Regions from separate parts of the Salvelinus alpinus genome. Here region 1 is linked to region 2. Evidence: chromatin contacts called from public Hi-C data. All regions are on one chromosome and are shown on one strand. The core of a region is the stretch at or near the end of the contact, and the rest is flanking DNA. Distances in the headings are between cores, read along the strand shown.

What was found. Hi-C and Micro-C count contacts between places; a contact is called where the count stands out from the background.
Region 1: a contact with region 2 is called in a Hi-C map of red muscle, with 5 times the contacts expected there. The contact joins the promoter of LOC139550770 here to the promoter of LOC139550767 in region 2. A contact is called at or near these places in 2 of 3 Hi-C or Micro-C datasets (muscle and red muscle).

The regions. Positions count from the first base shown.
Region 1 is chr23:30,020,077-30,023,358 of SLU_Salpinus.1, reverse strand. LOC139550770 (very long chain fatty acid elongase 4-like) reads left to right here and starts at 1,539. Exons shown (of 8, transcript XM_071361904.1): 1 at 1,539-1,758; 2 at 2,456-2,522; 3 at 2,654-2,841; 4 at 3,034-3,114; 5 at 3,229-3,282. The coding sequence starts at 1,690. It also overlaps the pseudogene LOC139550771.
Region 2 is chr23:29,877,988-29,881,557 of SLU_Salpinus.1, reverse strand. It overlaps LOC139550767 (uroporphyrinogen decarboxylase-like), which reads right to left and starts at 1,266. Exons shown (of 10, transcript XM_071361899.1): 1 at 1,086-1,266; 2 at 389-501; 3 at 156-235; 4 at 1-63. The coding sequence starts at 1,108. LOC139550763 (tyrosine-protein kinase Lyn-like) reads right to left here. Exons shown (of 13, transcript XM_071361894.1): 12 at 2,941-3,072; 13 at 1,613-2,518. The coding sequence ends at 2,316.

The DNA of each region.
Region 1 (3,282 bases), core at 290-2,789, 140 kb before region 2:
TTCTATCTACAGAGATCTTTAGAACTGGTGTGACACCTCATTCGTGTGGCCATGTAATGTATCTCTCTCCTATCCCCTCCTCTCTCTGACAGATGTGGGAGACTGACGTTCCACATAGTCCTACCCTACAGCTTCCTCCACTACCCCTACATAGAGGCAGCCGTCAGAGCCACCTACCACAAGGACATCTGTGGCAACTGCACCGTAAGTGAAAGCACAATTCTTAAGGGAACTGCAGACATTTCATTTCAGTTTGGCTTCTCAATTGAAAACACTACTGTCTGCAGAAGTGCTCCATAGAAATACAATTACTAAAACAGGAAAACACCACAGACTCTTCTCTTTCTAGTAATTCTCTATGATTCGGCTTTGTAGCGTAATAAAGGTTCTGATTAGTGAACCAAATAATAGAGATCTCTCTGCGGATCTCCTAGGTGTATTTTTAGCTTGTACCTATTTTGTTAACTTTAGTTTGTTCTACTCTTCTACAGGTGGACTCCAACACAACCTCCTCAGCTGGGTGGAACAGCACCCAGAGAAACGAGACACTGAGCAGTTCAGAGATGCGTGTTAACGAGACAGACAGCACAGTGGTTGATACAGTGAGGTCTATTGATGTCGATACCGTCAGCAACCCAGTTCCAAATTGATGGACGCCAGATGTCGTCTGAGGGGGGTGGTAACATGTCACACATACATCACCAGCATCATCAGTACCCCCACCACCAGCAGCATCATCAGCACCACCACAATCATGGGTCAGATGCAGATAAACAGGACTCCAATTAACATTGTCTGTGTCGTTTCTGAGATGAGTAATTGTTAATTAGCATGGTGGTGGCTTGTGTCAGTGACTTGACCGTCCGATAAATAGTTTTGTATGAATTAAATTTGATTTTGTCTGTACCTGTCAATTGTGTCTGATAAGGCAAACCTGTACAGTAAACTGGAATTATTTAGGCCCTTGAAATACAGTATGTCTTCCCTACATGTGGTCTGGTGACAGGTCCTGCTCTCCTCTGCAGTTTATGAAGTCTGCAGGTCAAACCTTACGGAGGTGTCTGTAGACAGATGCTGTGCTAAGGAAAGTTGGACTGACAGTCACCGAACCCATGCAGGGCAGTGTGCATGACTTCAGGGTATACTTGTCAACGTCTTGACTATATTTCCTATTCATTTTGCAACTAATTTCATGTATGTTTTCATGGAAAACAAGGACATTTCTAAGTGACCCCAAACTTTTGAAAGGTAGTGTATATATACATATATGATATATACATTCCGGACTCCGACATAAGATTTACGTTCCAGGTTGCTGGTTGTTCCATGGTTAGATACTGGTTATTCACAAGCAGGTAGCCTACGCCTACTATGTTCTATATAACTAATCTGAATTCACAATTAAACTTATGATTATGTTGTTGTATTAATGTAATCAAAATCATTTCAATATGTTGTGTTTCTATGTTATAAAGGGTGGGGCAGGGTAGATTTATTTTGCTTGTCTGGAGCAGTGGTGGGAAAAGTACACATAGATAGCCTAGGGCTCAGCTATAGGCTAAAATACCATGCACAGCAGGTGGATTACCTCATTGCCGCGGGGGGTGATGGTAAACGACAATTCAGCTCACTCATATCGCCATCAACACTCAGAGAGAATGCTGCGCTGGATGGCGGACAAATTCAACCATGGTTAGATGGTTTGCGACCATCAGATCTGCAATTTGTGCATTCCGGTCGATGAGTGCAGCCTACGAAGTAAGTTCTGTTAATCTCGCACCTGAAAATAGACAATTACAGCCTATTATAAATGACTTTCGTATGACAAAATCAGTTAGGCCTAGCCTAAATAGTTATTTTGTCATTCCTAAAAGGAATGTCCCTCTAGCCTAGACTGTAGTGGTATAACCAAGAGAAATACCTTCATAATTGTATCATCACCATTATTATCTATACCACTATTCATGCCAACACCTTGTTATTTCATAAAGAGCTATACACACTTCTGTGAGAGAGAAAAAATCAATAAAGTGTAACTCTTGTAGGCGACAGAGAGTTAAAATACAGAAGAGGTTATCCGAGGTTCAATATGCTGTGTCGTTGTGTCAGGGATTTTCTAAATCCTCCTGAAGCAAGAAGCTAAACCTACTTTAGCTTATCCAGCCGGCCGACTGATTTGAGTAGCCTATCAACAAAACGTCTCAGATACAGTATTTCTGTGCTTGTTTTGCAATTGTGACCCTTTTCATAATTTACCAATCTGACGTTAGGTGGCAGTACTGTCGCTTGCATAGACATCCTTCTGAAATCTGCTTATATGAGTTATAAAATGTAAACTTCTAGGAGCAAATAATTCACACCAACTATTTGGATAGCTTCATCAGAGTGAATATTTACTTTATATAATGTAAAGTGATAAAATGCATTTAACTCATCATATAATGCATTTTTGCAGCGTTTAGGGATGGCCACAACATGGCAGAAAATCCAACTGTTCTACCAAGGGGTGCTAGATAATGGAGGTAACTGTGCCCAGCTTCTAAAACCAGACATTGCTGACTGAAGTTACCAGTACAAGACCAACATATGTAAATCATTGCTTCACCTATCCATTTTCTTATCCTATAGTAATGCGGTCTCTGTGTGCTTTCAGACAAAAGAACTGACAGCTGGTTGCTGGTGTACTCACCTGTGCCAATCACTTGCATCTTCCTGTGCTACCTGCTCCTAATATGGGTGGGCCCCAAGCTGATGGCTCAGAGACAGCCAGTCAACCTCAAGCCTGTGCTCATCATTTACAACTTTGCTATGGTCTGCCTGTCTGCCTACATGTTCTATGAGGTATGGAAACTGGAAAGCATGGATAACGTGTAGCTATTTTACTCATATTGGATGTGCTTTGGATCTATTGTACACATTACAGTACCTATCTACATCCTTGTTATATAGTGTATGTGTAAATAAGTGATGATGAGTAGCTATTTCTCTACCTGTAAGCATATAGTATTTTAATGCATTTTACTCTCTCCTCAGTTCACAGCGTCATCCTGGTTGGCAAATTATAGTATATTATGTCAGCCTGTGGACTACAACACCAGCCCACTGGCAATGCGGGTAACTCATATCCACTGCAATGCTTTGCAATTGCCTTAATGTACATATACTGTATGTAAATGGTTTCTAATCTTAACCTACTGCTGAAATGTATCTTCTGTGTGTTCTGAACAGATGGCCACGGTCTGCTGGTGGTTCTTCTTCTCCAAAGTCATCGAGCTCAGTGAC
Region 2 (3,570 bases), core at 17-2,516:
CTGTGGGATAACCAGGATATCTGAGAAGATGATGGCAGCATCAAATGGGAAACGTCTCAATGGCTGTGAGAAGACAACAACAAAAAATAGGTGAATGTTATCAATCAAGGCTAAGATGTTTTGTAGATCGTTTTATACCTGTACTGCTTAGCTACCTGGAGAGTGAGTTCACAGCAGGCTGCAGGTGACCGACACGTTTCAAAGAAGTCCTTCCCAGCTCTGAACTCACGGAACTCTACAAACAGACATGTCAATACCAGCAACTCATTAAAAGATGGATGGGTCCATTCAAACAATAACAACTTACTCATATTTGATTTAGCCTAGTGCTTGTTAATGTTAGTCTCTTATGTCAATGAAGAGAATATGAGGGTGTAGTGAGGCCCACCTGGCAGGTAGCGTCCAGCCTGTCTCATACACCACACAGGAACATGGTTGGTCTCCTGGCCTTGGCATGCACGGAGGAATGCATCATTCTTCAACTTAGGGAAGTCTTTGGGGCTAAAAACGAAATATCATGTCAAAGATGGAATGAGACCATATGAGGTCATATTCTTATCAGAGGCAAGGCCTACTCCTCCCCTTATCCTAGTTATCGTGTTGGCCACCCACTATAGCGTGCTGTAGGAGCATGTGATCGTAAAAGATAAGTCCCCCCTCTCTGTTCTCAGCTGCACATTGTGAAACGGTTGAATGAAATTATGCAGGTTCTCTCTTTCTCATGCAACTTCATAGTGACACTGTCACAAATGCTTTATGTACCAAGCCTAACCCCTGACAATACTTCAATGTGACATGCTGCAAGTCTTCATCGTGTTCCTTTAGTGACTCTGTTAGCAGTTAACTAGCTAGCTTCTTAGCACACAATTAAAAAAAGAACTAGCTAGCTACAATCAAGCATTAGAAGAACACAAACAACACTGCATGCACTTGAATGTCGACGTAATAGATAGATAGCTAATGGTTCAGTGTTTTGTAACGCTACGAATAAAATGTATATTATTCTATACAAGCTAAATGGTAAGCTAGTTAGTCGGCTAACAATTGCTTGCTTTAGAGTATCTAGGTATACAGAATATACGTACAGTATTAGATCGTCATTTTCCATGATGGGACAGATGATACAATGGTTGAGAAAGTGTAGAAATGATGTTTACTTGTCCTAGATGTCAGTGGCACAATGCTGTCTGCTTCTTAACTGTCATCCAGAATGTTGTACAACTAAAATTATGTCACACCCCTCGGTTACAGGGCGCGGCCATCTTTAGAAAGTCACGTGACCACTATGGTTACGTTTCAACTTTTTGCCTCGCGATCCCCGAATCTTGAATGTTGCGCACTGTGATATCGGTAGTTGTCCGTTTATAACATCTTTTGATTGATATTTTTCATGTTTTGTAAGTTAATTCACTGACTCAAATGATCTGATTTTAAATCAGATCTCACATCGCATGGAGAAGTGAATTAACTGAAAAGCGCTAGTACAAAAAGAGGACATGGAACGCCACTTGTCTTGTCTGAAGATAAATACTTATATTTCTGGCATAGATAGTATATAATATAACTTTCTAGTGCTGATGACACTTTTCAAATGACTTATTATAGGCCAAAATTATGAAATATCTGCAAATAAGTATTTTTATTGATACATATCATTTGCATTTATTCAGGTTAATACAATCACAAACACGTGATGTCACACATCAATATCTCATTGCAAATAAAACTAAAATACAACAAATATACATGAAATAAATCATTAGTCTCATTATTTTCGTAATTCAGAAAATAACCCAAAAGACCAGCTGCTAAAATAAATCAATGTACCTTGAAATATAAAGAAAAATAGAAATGTAATAGATGAAAAGGTAAGCATCTGTACTGGTAAAATGTATGCTTGAATTCAACATGGCAAACAGATATGGCTAAAGTGATAATAAATATGTGGTAGAATGTCTATTTTGTGCTGTTGAATGTGATAATTATTCGACAGGTTTGATCAGAGTCAGTCAACAGTAAGCCATTTGTTATTCGATCATTTTCCGTGAAATGCTGAAATGCACAAGCAGGTCTATACTTCAATATGAAGTTGAATTCATAGATTCATCTTTAGCTTGCTTAACAAATAAACAAGCAGTCAACTTGTCCGACAATATCTACTTCCACTGAATAGCTGATATTGTTGCTGGTGGATTGACTATTTCATAATGAAACTAGCACATTGGCAGATGTATGTACATCCCAAATGACACCCTATCCCCTACATAGTGCACTACTTTTGGCCAGAGCCCTATTGGGACTCAAACATTGACTTCCTAGGGCTGCTGTTGGTACTGGCCCTCTGTGGCGGTGTAAAAGTCATCTAGGACACTCTGGATGTAGTCAAATGTAGGCCTGTCATCTGGCTTGCTCTTCCAACAGCTGGTCATGATGTCATAGAGCTCGGTGGGACAGTTCTCAGGGCGGGGCATTCTATAACCTCTCTGCACGGAAGTCATCACCTCACCATTACTCATCCCTTGAAAAGGAAAAAGGGAACAGAAAGATTCAGAAGTGAGGCGAAGCAGATACTCTGAAATGCAGTTCGACCCAAATTGAAAAAAGCAAATGTGACCAATTCTATTTTCTGTGGGGAAAATGGTTGATCAATAGCGGAAAAAATACAAATAAAGTCAGCAGGTATTTGGTATTTCCTGACGCATCACAATAAATACCATCAAACCAAATACAGGGTCCTTCTCTGGAGAATACCCCTCAACGATCTCATGCAATATCTGTCATTAACCAGCAGATGGCGATAAATATATGTTAACGCCTATTATTTCGTTCATTCAAGCTCTATATTTTGTCAGCATATCGTGGGGAAATCAGGCTTGAGTAGTTAGTCTTAAATATGAAAGTATTGTGTGTGTTTATGTGTATACGGTTGCATGTAATTACCTGGGTAAGGTATTTTTCCATAGGTAATGATTTCATACAGGAGGACTCCAAAGGACCACATGTCTGATTTGATAGTGAAGGAGCCATAGTTGATGGCCTCTGGTGCTGTCCACTTGATGGGAAACTTTGCACCTGTAATGGGCAAACAATCACATATTCAGAGGACGGAATAGTTTGACACTTATCTGCCTAACCAACCAACCAAGGTACAATTATATACACTAGTACATGTTTGGACTGCTGACAGAAGCATTCTTGTACAAACCAATATGCAATGATAACCAGTTTACTTCTAGCATGTTTACATTGCTGAAATGTACCTCTACTTCCTCATTGGCATAACAAAAAACAAACACACTATGCAAAGCCTGATCCAAGTCCCTTAGATAAACATCAACATCATGTCCCTCAGCAGTACTGGTCTCTACAGATACGATCTTACAAAATATACACAATTACACTACTGTAATAACTCTAGAGAGCAACAGGGAATTTCTCTATACTGTCTTGCTCAGCCAAAGATGTGACACTAGACAAATCGTTTTGGGAAAAACTCACGATGCATGATTAATCAGTTACAGAACTGATTAACAGTAGTTACAGAACTACCCACCACAAGCGGACCAAGCA